Linked DNA regions of Sus scrofa: region 2 is linked to region 1. The links are chromatin contacts, called in public HiChIP or PLAC-seq maps. All regions are on one chromosome and are shown on one strand. The core of a region is the stretch at or near the end of the contact, and the rest is flanking DNA. Distances in the headings are between cores, read along the strand shown. Region 1 holds the start of SENP1 (sentrin-specific protease 1). Region 2 holds the start of CCDC184 (coiled-coil domain-containing protein 184).

Region 1 (3,049 bases), core at 191-2,690:
CTAAAGCCCGCCTCTACACCAGTTAAGTGTCATCTCCTGTACTGAGAGTCCCTGCAAGTGAACCCATTCTGTCACTGGAATATGATCAGGAGACAATGGTACCTGTTCTCTGAGGAGTCCTGACTAACTGGCGAGACTGAATCACACACATGAAAAATTTCAGATGGACTTCCTCTTTATGCATGCCTCCTAGAAATAGAGACAAAGTTTAATGCAAATCAACAGATCTGTGCAATGATTAAAATGGACAAAAGTGACATGGACCAGGTACATTTAAGACTAATAGGCCTTAGGACTTGACACTATAAAATGTCAGCATATGAACTGATACATATAATCTACTTTTATATATTTGACAGGACAAGATATCCTAAAGTCAGCAAGCACCTCCCCACCCCACCCCCAGCGGCTGAGAGTAGCTAAAAGGCTGGGGGCCTCCAGAGGCTTCCCTTCTTCCAGTCTGAGGTCACAGACCAGGACTGTCACCTGAGTCTAGAGAGCTTACTCAGAAGCATTTCTCTAAGGCTTCTAGACATGGCCTGGGTTCCAAGGCCCACCAAGCTGATGGGCTTGGTAACAAGTCTGAATGAACATACATATTTCTTCTCATTATTTTCTCTTAAAAATTACAGCACAGATTAAGTTAATTGATTCAGTCCAGCAACAGCAGCACTGGCCATTTAATTCTTCAGAGAGCAGAATCCTGGGTTGTTTCCCTGAGAGCTTTCCTCACACCTCCTGGAGGGGCATTTCAAACTGCTCCAAAGTTCTGGAAGTTTCTACACGTTTCCAGCATCTAACCTAAGCCAATTCCAAGCAGGTTTTTTTGTGCTTTTTTTTGTTTGTTTTTTGTTTTTTCTTTTCCCCAATGGCCAATCAAGCTTGATGTGGTGCAAAGGAGAATATAGAAGTGCAAGTTAAAAAACTCTTGTTTCCTAGTCTCAAATCTGCCATGTGCTTTATAGCCTTGCCAATGGTTCCATTTCTCTGAAACTCTTAGACTAAATCATCTCCAATAACCTCTGCAAGCAGTAATGTTTTGTGATTCTCAATAAAACATGACATAGCCTCAGCTATATTTAGCTCCTCAGGTTTACATCTGTCAAGGTGGCCACAGGTTGCCGCAGATCGAGGGTCAAAGCAACGAGCTGCCATGGAAACCAGAGCCTAAGCAAAAAACCGCCAGGCGGAACCAGAAAGCAACGGGTGAGGGGGCCGAGGGAACAGAGAAAAGCGTAGGACGAAGGGCACACTAACAGTATTCCAAGAACGAGAAAAAGCTCAAGATGAAAGGGAAACGGGGAAATTATAACTACAGCCTTAGATGCTCCCTTGACTTATCAGGCCTTACCACACTGCGCAGGCGTTTCGTAGGTCCTCAACTCTGCTCTTTGACCTCCCGCCCCCACCCCTCCCCCGCAGGCCACCGAGCAGCCCTTCCGGTGTTGAGGAGGCGGTTCCGGTTCGCGGCGGTTCCCGGGTTTTGCGTTCCGCGCCCGGCCGGAAACCCCTTCGTATAGCAGCCGGTTCCGGTTCGGTGAGTGGCGGCGGGAAGCTGGGGGAGGGGTGAGGATGGAGGGATCCTGGGCTGGGAGGCAGTGTGGGCCCGGGCCCGGCAACCTGGGCTTGGCTGGGCGGAAGCGGGGACGGCTGTGGGGACGGTGCTTTTTCCTCTGCCCCGCCCCCTGGGACCACCTCCCCTCCCCCCTGCCGTCCGCCGGCTGCGATCTGGCTGGTGGCCGTTAGTTAGGTTTCCCAAGGCCGTTCCTTCAGGCTTCTCCTCCCGCGTCGAGGAGAGGCGGTTTCCTTGCGGTTACGGCCGGTTCCATCTCAACGCCCAGCCCTCGTTGTGAGGAACAGGCAGGTTGGGATTTCGGGGCTTTCCCGCCAGAGCAAGGGCTTCTCTCGGGGGAAGCTGTTTTCACCCGGAAGCTCAGCCTTTCTCTTATACTTGCTTCACCTCCCGCCTTCCTTGAGACCTGAATGGTATTTCTCCGCTACTTCTGCGTCTCACGTAAACATTTCTCCAACTCTTTTACTCTGTGGTATCTCCCTGAGATGTGATATCGCTAGTGCCACCAACAGAAAGAAACGTCGGGACCCTCCTGCCCAGGTTATGAAAATCCCCTTAACTGCCACTGTTTGCTTACCTGGCTCATCGCCTCCTGGTAATTCCCTTGAACCGTCTCTTTCTTGGTGTACCCTAACCTGATCTCTCTGGCTACGTGCCCAGTTTCTCTTGAGCTTGGTGATTTCTGTTTATCGGTGCCTCTGCAGTATTTCCACTATCTTGTTAGCACTAACTTGCTCCTTTATCACTTTCACGTCAGCCTTGTTAAAGTCATTTCACTTCACAGTTGGTACGCTTATTTGGGTGGTGGTGATTCTTGCAAAATTTTTTATAAAAATTTTATAAGCCTTTGATTGGCTACCAACCATTGACTTAGGGTGTTCCAGTTATGTGTTTTGGTTGGAGTAGGTCGCATTATCTCCTCAGTCTTTATTTTTTATAGAGATAATTTCTAAGGACTCATGTTGAAAGATAGATTACAGAGTTTGAAATTACAGTTACGGTGAAACCTAGAGCATTTCTTTAAGCGTGATCCCCTAATCTTCCAATTTAGAGACTCCCTTTTCTTGATCTAGTCCCATTTTGAAAGCCTCATTTGTTTTTATCTTGAGAAGCCTCATTCACTTTTACCTAATCCCCATTAATTATACCAAAGGTAAAGATGGTGTCCATATCAGTCATCTGATGACAAATCTAGAGGAAGCAAATGAATTAAAAAAAACAGGTTCTTCTACCTCAAGCTAAGGTGATGTAACTCAACTACAGCTTTGGGAGTTTTTCCTTTTCTTTACCCGACTCCTACATCTCCTACCAATTGCACCGGCTTTATTGTCTTGGTGTAAGTGTCTGTTGATGGATCTGGTTTCCTCCAGGGGCCAGTGAGATTCTCGGCCGCAGGGACCAGTTCTTATTCAGCTTCGCAGCCGCAGGACCCTATATTACTGGTGCACAGTAAATGTTTGTATATGAGGAAAAGCG
Region 2 (3,049 bases), core at 250-2,749, 85 kb before region 1:
TTAGAGATTATTTGCCATAGTCCTAGATAAGTCCTTTTTCAGAATAGAAAAGCAGAATTTTATTTACACAGTTCAGGGGTTCTCCTGTTGGCTGGGGAGGGGAAAAGGGCAGGGTAGGGGATTGGATGGGAGTCCAGAGATGGGCGCTTCCTCTCCCGGAATCTCACCTTTCCGCAGTTTGCTGCATCTCGCTTGGTTGGGCAGAAAGAATTCTTGATGCTCCCAAAGTCCTTTACCCTATAAATCCTTCCTCGAGGGAGTCTCTTCTGCTTGACCAACAAGAGCAGCGTGAAGCATGTTGCACCGCGCCGTTCAGTCCCCTCACGTCATGCACTCGGAAACCCAAAGCCAGTCCGGGAAAATAGAGCCCCCTCGGAGTCCCCTCACAGAGAGGCCTCGGCCTCCAGCTGCAGCAGGGTAATGTCGGGCAGATCGAGGGGCTCCACAAGTGGCCCGTCCCCCCCAAGGTGGCCAGCACAGGGGCTCTCGGGGCGCTCACAGTGACTAGTGGGTGTGGCGGAGCTGGGCATCTCCTTCTCCTCTTCATCGTCGTCCTCCTCGTCTTCAGGATCGCGACCCAGCAAACCGCTGTCCCCGATCCCAAGCGAAGGGGTCTCCCGCTCTTGGGGGGCGCCGGGGAAGCTCCCCTTGCCGCCGACCACGCCCAGGCCACCCTGGCGGGGCGCGGTGGTCATAATCCGGCACATGGAGACGATGGCTCGCTGGTTGGCGCACACGTCGTCCGAGAGCACCTGGATGTGCGAGGCCTGCTCGTCCAGGGCCCCCCGCATGGCCCTCACGTCCTCAAACAGGGCCTGCAGCTGGGCTTTCAGGTGCTCCATCAGTTCCTTCATGCCGCCGTTGTACTCCCCGGAGATCACGTCCCCCACCGCCGGCACGGTGGACACCTCCAGAGGTGCGGGCATGTCTCCGCCGTCCTTGGTCATGATCTCCAGCAGACCGTCCTCCATTGAATGGCAGAAGCGGGTGATGGCTGCTCCGGGTCCGGTCCAGCCCGGCCTCGGGGTGGGGGAGGGTACGGGGAGGGGGAGAGGTGCCCAGAGGGCGGGGAGGAGCCGAGGAAAGAGGAGACTCTTGAGAGGGGCGGGGAGCCGACGTGAGGAGGTGAGTCCCGGGCAGAGGGCACAGGCAGGATCGGGGCAGGCCGGGAAGAGCCGGCGGGACGCGGACCCGGTTACAGTCCCAGGGCCGGCGTCTCTCCGGCTCGCACAGGGGCGAACGCTCCCTGCCCTGCCTCGCCTCCCGAATTGCACCCGAATCAGCGCCGCCCTCTGGGCGCTAAGGACGGCAAGTAGTCGCCCTTTCCCGGGGTCACAGAAGCGCCTGTGGTGGGACCCAGGTCGAGGCCGAGGCCAGCAAAGGGTCGAGCTCGGGACTCCCCCCAGTCATAACCAGCTGGCTCGCGAGTGTGGTTGGAGTGACGGGGCGGGTCTCCCAGCCGCGCCACGGATGCTCCTCTGTTTCCAAGGCGACGCACGGCACGTAAATGACGTGTGTCTCCATGGCAACCAGGAAGTGGAAAAGAAAAGGGAGGATGGCTGGGAAGCTGCAGTGGGGCTCTAGAGTCTCAGCTAGCGGGTGGGGGCGGGTAGGGTGGGGATGCTGCAGAGGCTTCAGCTGAGGCTGAAAGAGCGTGTGGCCGCAGTGTTTAATAGGGAAGCATGAGAGAGCAGTTTGCTGCCTAAGTCCCCAGGTCGGGGGAGACGTAGTCCCTCTCCTGGCCTGGGTGGTAGACACTGAGCGCTACTGCCTTGGAAGGATTTTCACTCGCCCGCAATCTTTTCTCTGAGGATGGCGCTAGAGCCAGGTCTGCTTCTTTGTCCTCCAGCAGGAAAACAGAGAGGATAGTGAGGCCGATGCTATTAATCCCAGACTTGAGTTGGAGCGCTGCGCCGCTTTGGAGCCGGCCCCGCCAGCCTTAGCGGTGCGGAGGCGCAGGCTGTCACTACAGAGGTTTCCGCCACTTCGTTTTGTTTCTGCAATAAATCAGCCCTCGCCGTAGATAGTTCAGGAGCTGAGAAAAGATGGGATTCCCTCCCATATGAGACCCAGCCGCTTCTACCCAGGGCACTGGGAGTTCTAGGGTGGTGAGGCAAAGCGCTTCAGTTTTGAGAAAGACAGCTGCGTTAAGAGCAGAGATTTCTGTCTCCTCTGTGTCCTCTAGCACGGAATCCCCAGCACCTAAAATAGTACCTGGGGCGTAGTAAATAATGCTCAATATGTTTGTTGAATGAATACTTTACAAGAACTGCTGTGTACCATACCTTCATCCAGAACTCTCTAGCTCACAAGTAGTGGATTTTAGGAACCTGAGTGCAATTTCGTTTCTGTCATTTATTAATTCAGAGACCTTGAGTAAATCACTTTCCTGATCTGTTAGGGGATTGGACTGGGTATGGAGTAACATTATTGTATTGAGTAACATCATTGAGTTACTCATAATATTGAGTAACATTATTTCTAACTCTGAGTAACACTTTGCATCAGCTTACAGATGAAAGTGTGAACTGTTGACAATGTGTGGAAGGGATGAATGAGGGGACTATGTACCCTTAATTCCTTCTCAGCAGGCCCTGCACCCATGTACAGACATGCACTGAGTGTCTCAACCTTTGTAACAATGCATTGCCCTTTTTGAAGAGTGGAGTGGGAAGCAGGGAGGAGGAAGAACAATTAAATTTAATACATTTACAGATGACTTCGACTGAGAAGACAACAGCACCTGGGCAGCAGCATACTAACTAATAATGACCTCAGTACATTGGAAAAGCCAAGTGGTCAGAAACCAAAATGAAATTCACAAGAAATAAACCTGGAGAAGAGAAAAGCTGTATCACTTCAAGATGGGGAAGAGCTAGGTATGGGTAAGTGTTTCATATACTAGTGGTTCAGTGATAGCAAATGTGTTACCTTTGTTGCATTCTCTGGTGATGAGGAGTGGGGCTGGCCCAGAGAAACTGTAAAGAGCTGTTTAGCTTATTCCATGTCTTACTGCTATTAAAATGGGGAAATATCCTAAACAGCAGAA

What was found. HiChIP or PLAC-seq counts read pairs in DNA pulled down with a chosen protein or histone mark.
Region 2: an H3K27ac HiChIP or PLAC-seq map of alveolar macrophages shows a contact between it and region 1. The contact joins the promoter of CCDC184 here to the promoter of SENP1 in region 1. A contact is called at or near these places in 1 of 5 promoter capture datasets (fetal skeletal muscle), 5 of 47 Hi-C or Micro-C datasets (blood, embryonic fibroblasts, heart right ventricle and 1 more) and 1 of 2 datasets of contacts at active chromatin or transcription factors (alveolar macrophages).

The regions. Positions count from the first base shown.
Region 1 is chr5:78,474,706-78,477,754 of Sscrofa11.1, reverse strand. It overlaps SENP1 (sentrin-specific protease 1), which reads left to right and starts at 1,440. Exons shown (of 18, transcript XM_021092613.1): 1 at 1,440-1,537. It also overlaps a transcript of PFKM not described here.
Region 2 is chr5:78,559,622-78,562,670 of Sscrofa11.1, reverse strand. It overlaps CCDC184 (coiled-coil domain-containing protein 184), which reads right to left and starts at 1,499. Exons shown (of 1, transcript XM_021092621.1): 1 at 1-1,499. The coding sequence starts at 971. The coding sequence ends at 384.